Linked DNA regions of Gossypium hirsutum: region 2 is linked to region 1. Evidence: chromatin contacts called from public Hi-C data. All regions are on one chromosome and are shown on one strand. The core of a region is the stretch at or near the end of the contact, and the rest is flanking DNA. Distances in the headings are between cores, read along the strand shown.

Region 1 (4,005 bases), core at 702-3,201:
ACTTGAATTCAAACTTTCGATGAATAATTAATATTTTAATTATATATTACCAAAAAAGTTAATTAAAAATATACAATACACTTAAACAATCTAACCCTCAAAAAAACACAAGAAAAAACCTAAATCCATTTCCCTCATATTCAACATGATAAAGGACCCCAACCTTCACAAATAAAAGATTGAAGTATGTTTGTTCAAAAAAACAAAGATTAAAGTATGCATTGATTCAAAAAATAATAATAATTAAAGTATGCTATAAGTTGTTGTATTTTTTTAAATTTAAAAATTTAATTCATATATTTTAATTTTTAAAATTTCGGTTCTTTTACTTTTCAGATTTCAATTCAGATTCAATTGTTAATGCTATTAATTTTTTTGAGAAATAATTTGTTGATTTGATATTTTGAAATAAAAAATACTTACTTGACAAACATGTAATTAAAAAATGACATTATAATGAATTTGAATTTAACAAATAATAATAATGATAATAACAGTTGAAACTGAATTTTGAAATTTAAAAAATTTAAAGTTTGTATTCTTGAAAATAGAAGTACATGGACTCAAGTCTAAAATTTCAAAGAGTACAAGTACTTGTGGCATTATCATGCCAAGAAAAAAAACGAAAATGAAAGGCAAGGAAAGTGGATGACGGGAAACCCGAGGGGTGACAACCACCTACGCACCACTATCGGAAGAAGGCATGAAGCCCTTTCCCAAAGGTCATCCATAGCTAAATCGACAAGACAGAGGGACTAATGACAAAATGACAAGATAGATTGAGAGCGCCAAGCGAAGCTAGGATTTTTTTTTAGGTAATATTAAATAGTATATTTTATAAGAGCTAAAATATAATTTTATCATTTAATAGTTTATATTTTTAAAGGAATAAATCAAAATTTTATCATTTTTAGAGAGTCAAAATGTAATTTTAATATGTACTAATTTAAAATTTCATAAATTTTTAAAAATCAAAAATTTCTATTTTAGAGAGGTCAAGACCTCTACTAACCCTCTAGTGTTGCCCCACAAAGGTAAAAAGAGGTGAACCAACGACCCAAGTGCCAACCGGTTAAAAACCAAATTGCAAGATTTTACCAAAAAAAAAACTTGAATAAATTAAATTAATATGATGAAAAAGTACATAAAAAAGTATTCTAAAAATTTTAATTGTTATTTAAAATTATCAAAAATACTTTACATGGAAAAAAATACAAACATGAATAAATATTACCACCTTATCTTACCTATACGTGAATATATATTAAGGGTTAGTTTTTCATTATATTTTGAGAAGTACGGTGAGAAAGTATTTTTGAAAATTTTAATTTAAAATTTAAGTGGATTGTATTGTTGTTAAAATGTGTTTTTAAGAAGAAAAAGAATATCTATTTTAGACGTTATAAAGTAAAAATATATATTTAAATAATATTAAATTTCATTAATATTACAATATTTCAGTAAAAATATAAGAAAACAATATTATTAATATTTTGATATAAGAAATATAAATTTAAATATTTTAAAGCAATTAATGTGAATTGTTAATAAATTTTAATTTAACTGTATAAATTATATTTTAAATATTAAAAAATACTTTAATAAAAAATAACCGTATATTCAATGTAAATATTATAAAAAAATAAAAGTTAAAAGTATCATTTTACTTTAAAATTACTTTTTTCTATACATAAAAGTGCATTACTTTTTATTGCTTATGATGCAAAAAGTTTTTTTTGCTCTGAAAACATTTTTAAAATGCAATGGAAAAACAGGTGTAAATAGCTGGAGTTTCAAAAAAAAAAAAATCGTATGACCAATTTAAGAATTTTCTTTTAAAAAAATATAAATAAATAGAACAATTTTTTTCCTTCAATTTTTCTATTTTATTTAATTTTTAAAAAAAGAATAATGATTTTTGCTACCACTATTTAAGGAACCAAAGCTAAACGAAACTCAAAAAACTTTCAAACAACAGTTACATTTTACGTACAAAACAAAACCGAAGATCAAAGCACTCTTTTCCCAAAACTAAATCAATGTCTTCTTTTCATTTTCTGCTTCATTTGACAATTTTCCTCCTTGTTTTCCATCAAAAATTTTCTTTTCCTTCCAAACAAACAACACTTTTTTTACCTCTCAAAACAACCCTTGGTCGACCCCCACTTACCTTTGCCCGTAACTCTAAACTTTCCTCCGCCGCCGCCACCAACAAGCTTGGCTTCCACCATAACGTTACTTTAACAGTTTCTTTATCCGTCGGCTCGCCGCCACAAAATGTCACTATGGTCCTCGACACTGGGAGTGAACTCTCATGGCTTCACTGCAAAAAAATTCCCAACTTAAATTCCGTTTTTACCCCTGAACTTTCCAAGTCTTACATTCACATCCCTTGCGCTTCACCCATTTGTAAAACCCGTACCCGAGATTTACTCGTACCCGCTTCCTGCGAACCGAATAATAAGCTGTGCCACGTGGCTGTCTCTTATGCCGACGCTTCCTCAATTGAGGGAACTCTCGCGTATGAGAATTTTGTAATCGGGTCCTCCGTCCGACCCGGGTTTTTATTCGGGTGTATGGACTCAGGTTTTAGCTCGAATTCAGATGAAGATTCGAAAGCAACCGGGTTAATGGGCATGAACCGTGGGTCCTTATCATTCGTGAGTCAAATGGGTTTTCCCAAATTCTCGTACTGTATATCGGGTTTTGACTCGTCTGGTGTTTTACTTCTCGGCGATACGAGATTCTCGTGGCTTAAAACGTTAAATTATACTCCTTTAATTCAAATATCCGATCCATTGCCATATTTTGATCGGGTTGCATATACGGTGCAATTAGAAGGTATTAAAGTTGGGAACAAAATGTTGGACCTACCAAGATCCGCTTTTTTACCGGATCACACGGGTGCGGGTCAAACAATGGTTGATTCGGGCACCCAATTTACTTTCTTAATGGGTCCGGTTTATACCGCGTTAAGAAACGAGTTTTTGCAACAAACAAGAGAGGTTTTACGAGTTTTTGAGGATCCGAACTTTGTTTTCCAAGAACCAATGGACTTATGTTACCAAGTTGACGAGTCACCCGGTACGATTTTTTCGGATTTACCACGAGTTAGTTTGATGTTTCAAGGAGCCGAGATGAGCGTATCGGGCGAGAGGCTATTATATCAAGTACCCGAGATGAATAAGGGGAGTGATTCAGTATATTGCTTCACATTTGGGAACTCTGATCTATTAGGTATTGAAGCGTTCGTGATTGGCCATCATCATCAACAAAATGTGTGGATGGAATTTGATTTGGTGAAATCAAGGGTTGGATTTGCAGAGATCAGGTGTGATATTGCCGGTCAACAACTAGAGATGGGCCTTTAAAAAAAAGGAACCCACCAAAGGATTAAAATGGAAGAGACATTTTTTGAAGTTCAGAATGAAGCCAACATAGTCCAATCAGGGCCCATCTTTATAAATAAAGATGGACCGTTGATCGTACGACCATATTGGTACTTAATTTTTCATTGTAATATTAATTATATTAAAATATTTATAATCCATATTTTGATTTTATGAAAACTTGTTAAAAATTCTGAAATTAGAGCTTTTATTAAATGCATTTATTATGTTTGTGTCGATGTCATGCTAGTGCTCGAGTTTTCACATCGTGTAACATTATCAAGAATGTGTAAAAACCCTAAATAGAAATACAATGTATGTATTAAAAATGTGTTAACGTGTTTGCCAAACTAGTCATGCTCGTGGTCATGTTTTCATATCGTGTCTAAGATTACCAAGTATAAGTCTAATCGACTAGCTAATTTCTGGAAGAGCTCTAATTAACATAGTAGCTAAGCACCAGAAACAAGAGGGTTATAGTGACCATTTTCTAACATTAACAGTAAGCAATATCACCATTAAAATGGCTGACATGAAACTTTATCAGTTTAACATTTGTTTTTTTATCAGTCTATATCTAATATAAAATCCTTCTTTAACTATTTGCCTTTGCCTT
Region 2 (4,005 bases), core at 1,014-3,513, 190 kb before region 1:
TTTACTTCTTTTTAAACTCATATTAGTACCTTTAGTTTCTTCAAGCTTCCATGGAGTTAATTTCTCTTTAAATTCCCAGAAATAATGCTCTTCATCGTTTTGATCAAAATATAACGTAGACCCAAACCTTCCATTGTTGCTAAACCAGTTGAAACTTTCATCTTTTGAAGGCGAAATATTGTTGAAGCTCCCAAAGCCTTTGATCCCCATTGTTAGTTGTCGAGCTCTTGACCTTTCTTCTTTGAGAAATGATTCATTTTCAAGTAATTTCAAGATTTTCTCCGATAATTTTCTCACTCTCAGTCCCCAGTTGAACCTGCAATTTTTTTTTTAAGATACAGTAATTTTCCATAAATATATATATTGATTGAATGATGAGAAGTTACTGGATTAATAAATTAAGTTAGCAACCTTTTTTCATCAATGTACTGAAAATTTGCCATTTGCTTGATGTAATGTTCATCATCTTGAAACTCCTCAGCAACCCTTAAAGGACCATGAGTTAACAAATGTTCCAATAATACTAAAGCATTGTAGGATGCTCGCCAATTCTTTGCATCAAACTTGGACAACCTGAAACATAAAAAAAGATGGTTGAAGTTTGAAAATAAGAAAAAAATGATGGTAGATATTGAGATTTGATTTTTAGATCTATTACTAATGGTTTAGTCCCCATTTTTTTTAAGATGCTAAAATTAAATTACTAAAAGTTTTCGAAAGATTAAAGTGTAATTTTATCATTATATTAATTTATAATTTCTCAATTTTTAAAGACATTATATTAATTTTTTTTTTTGGGAGCAGGAGGAAGGGATGTCATTGATTAAATATGAAACTAAGAGTTAATAATATGATAATTTACAAGAAAATATGAGGGTTTTCTTTCCTTAATAAAGTTCCTTACATTAGAATTCGATAAGAAAAAAAAATTGTGTATATTTTGGGGTAAAGCTAGAAAATTTATTTAGGGGTTAAGATAAAATTATAAAATTTTGGAGAGATGAATGTTAAAAAGTTTATGATAGAATGCTTAAATTACATTATTTATATGGTTAAAATGTGCCAAAAGTCTTTATACTTTTCAAAATTTAAAAATTTAGACTTTGAACTTTTATTTCATGGAATTTAGTCCTATTGGCTTCTACTTTTCAGATTTCAAAATTCAGGTCCAACTGTTAGCTCTTCTAAGTTCTTTTTGTTAAATTTGTTACTACGACATTTTCTAAATAAAAAATCTACTCACTCGGTAGCCATGTAATTAAAAAAATGAATTTGTAATTAACTTGAATTTAACAAAAAGAATTTAGCAGTGTTAACAATTGGACTTAAATTTTGAAATCTTAAAAGTAAAGGAACTAAATTCCATGAAATAAAAGTATAAAGACTAAATTTTCAATTTTCAATTTTCAAAAAGTACAGAGACTTTTGACACATTTTAACCTATTTATATTTTTGGAGGGGCTAGAAATGAAAAATATTCATTAATGCAAGAGCTAAAAAAATTAATTTTTGGAGAGGCTAAAGGGAAAATTTCCTATTTAATCACTTCAGTACTTCACCACTATATATATCGAGAATTGAATCGAAATTCTATTAAATATTAAAAACGAAACGAATTTGATTAAAACCGATTCTTTTTTCAAAGCTTGAAAATAAAAAAATAAAAAAAAGGTTATAAATATTAAATCTTATACCTAGCAAATGCCATAAACTAAAAGATTATTAAACCCGAATTCAAAATATGAATAATCTCAAATGTTAGAATGAAAAAGGAAAAAGAAAGAAAGTTGATAACCTCTTATGTAAAATCTTAACAATTCTCCAATAATCATCAACTTCAAAGGCAGCCCTTGATATTTCAGCCAGTTTACATGCATTTGGTGATAACATGTTCCCATCTGTGGCTTCTTCAGTTAAGCTTCAAAAGCAACAAATTGTCGGATAAAACAAGGACTTATATTGAAACTAAACAATTGTAAGAAAAAAGAAGCTTACAATTCAACTGGTGTAACATCTGTTAAAGCCAATCTTACAGTTTTGATCTGTTCTTTTAAGAAAAAAGAAGCTTGTCTCTTGAATTCATGGAAAACAACACTCCCCATTGTTTTTCTTTTTGGAAATATCAAGGATTGAACAAGCCTTTAAATAATTAAGGATTGTATCTATATACACACTTAACAACTCCATTACCATAAAAAAACAGTTGAGTCACCAACTACTCTCTTGGAAGATGATTTGCATACGTAATGAGGAAAATTATCATTTATTTGTCGGTATTTATTTTAAATCGGATAAGTATTTATGGTCAAAAATATTTTTATAATATAATCCACCAAAAGTTGAGAGAATGAAATGAAATTAACTTGTTTGAGGGTGGGTTTGGATAGTGGTATGTTTATCTGCGGTTAATGTAAAAACAACGATGAAGGTGAGATTAAATACTATAACAATATTGTAGCTTAAGACAAAAAAATAAGCTAAACGCACCATATCACATCCAATCGCTCATCCAAACTAACCCTCTAAGGGTGACTTTGGATGGGCCGTGCGTTTACCTGCGGTTAGTGTAAAAATAGCGGTGGCGGTGAGATTAGAATACTGTAGCGTGAGACAAAAAATAAACTAAACGCACCGCACCGCACCGCACCCAATCGCCCATCCAAACCCACCCTAAATCTTGAACAAATAAGTTTGGACACATTCAACTTCCAAATTAGCTAGAAATGCAATGGGATGTGGTGACAATATGAGCATTGTTAGGCAAATTTGGGTATAGATTTGTTAAATTAGTGGTTTTGCTTGACCAAGAAATTGCAGTTTGAACTGCATTCTTCACTGATTTTTATACTTGGATATTAAATACCTAATATGTCAACTTAATTTAGTTTCACATGAATTTATGCATATAACTCCCTTATATTTATTTAATTTTAACATTATATTTCATATATTTTTCACATAAATCATACACAAAATTTTAAAAGTCTTCTATTTCTTTTATTCTACATTCTAATTTCAGACTCCAATAAATTATAACAAAGTCAAAATATTGATTATTTGTATAAGACAATTTAGCAACAGTACAAGCCCGTCTAGCTCAGTCGGTAGAGCGCAAGGCTCTTAACCTTGTGGTCGTGGGTTCGAGCCCCACGGTGGGCGTTTTCTTTGTTTTTATTCCGGGCTTTCCTTTGCTATTCTCTTTCCCCCTAAAATGGGCCGACCTTTTTAGCCTTAAGTTTAACTCACTTTTACGATGGGCCCACGGTGGGCGCTTTCTTTGTTTTTATTCCGGGCTTTCCTTTAAACAAAGAGTGAAAGTTTTGGTATTCTCTTTCCCCCTAAAATGGGACTACCTTTTTAGCCTTTAGTTTAACTCACTTTTACGATGTGCTAGAGAAGGTTTTTTTTTTTTAAAGAATTACGAAATACAAATATATGTTCGAATAATCACAAGTACTAAATTGTTACATTACAAATGATCACAAAGAAAAATCAAACTTGTATAGTACGAAAATTAAGAACTAGTATAATTTAGACCAAAGTCAACAAACTAGATTAAAACTACACATTAAATCAATCACACATGATAAGAGTCAATGACCCAAGCACATAATTGCACATGATAAGTCTCACACTAAGGTACTCAAGATCCTAAAACTCTACTTTTACCAATCGAGCCAATTATTTGTTTATTTATAAAAGAAAATTACTCATGTCTAGAAATTTTTCGTCTGGAATGTCTAGAATTAGATTTTGAAAACTGTTTTAAAATAAAATTTGAAGTTTTTCTTTCTCATATGAAGATATATTTACTTTACTAAGTCTCTTTAAATTTTCAAAATTTGATGATCATATTTTATGAAAATTAATAAGTTGCTTCAATTGGTAGCGCTACTGAACCTTATTGTTAAACTATTGATTTAGGAATTAACAATCGATCAATTTTTATGCAATGAATTAGCAAAAAATAATATTTCAACAATTTATATGCAATAAACTAACAAA

Evidence for each region. Hi-C and Micro-C count contacts between places; a contact is called where the count stands out from the background.
Region 2: a contact with region 1 is called in a Hi-C map of leaf, with 3 times the contacts expected there. The contact joins the promoter of LOC107899818 here to the promoter of LOC107900209 in region 1. A contact is called at or near these places in 2 of 34 Hi-C or Micro-C datasets (both in leaf).

Annotation. Positions count from the first base shown.
Region 1 is chrD06:60,335,407-60,339,411 of Gossypium_hirsutum_v2.1, reverse strand. LOC107900209 (aspartic proteinase PCS1) reads left to right here and starts at 1,951. Exons shown (of 1, transcript XM_016825902.2): 1 at 1,951-3,776. The coding sequence starts at 2,040. The coding sequence ends at 3,371. It overlaps LOC107900467 (peptidyl-prolyl cis-trans isomerase FKBP20-1), which reads right to left. Exons shown (of 6, transcript XM_016826075.2): 6 at 3,864-4,005. The coding sequence ends at 3,989.
Region 2 is chrD06:60,520,786-60,524,790 of Gossypium_hirsutum_v2.1, reverse strand. LOC107899818 (ENTH domain-containing protein C794.11c) reads right to left here and starts at 2,263. Exons shown (of 5, transcript XM_016825571.2): 1 at 2,244-2,263; 2 at 1,996-2,139; 3 at 1,796-1,918; 4 at 412-573; 5 at 1-316. The coding sequence starts at 2,263. It overlaps TRNAK-CUU (transfer RNA lysine (anticodon CUU)), which reads left to right and starts at 3,087; the gene lies at 3,087-3,159.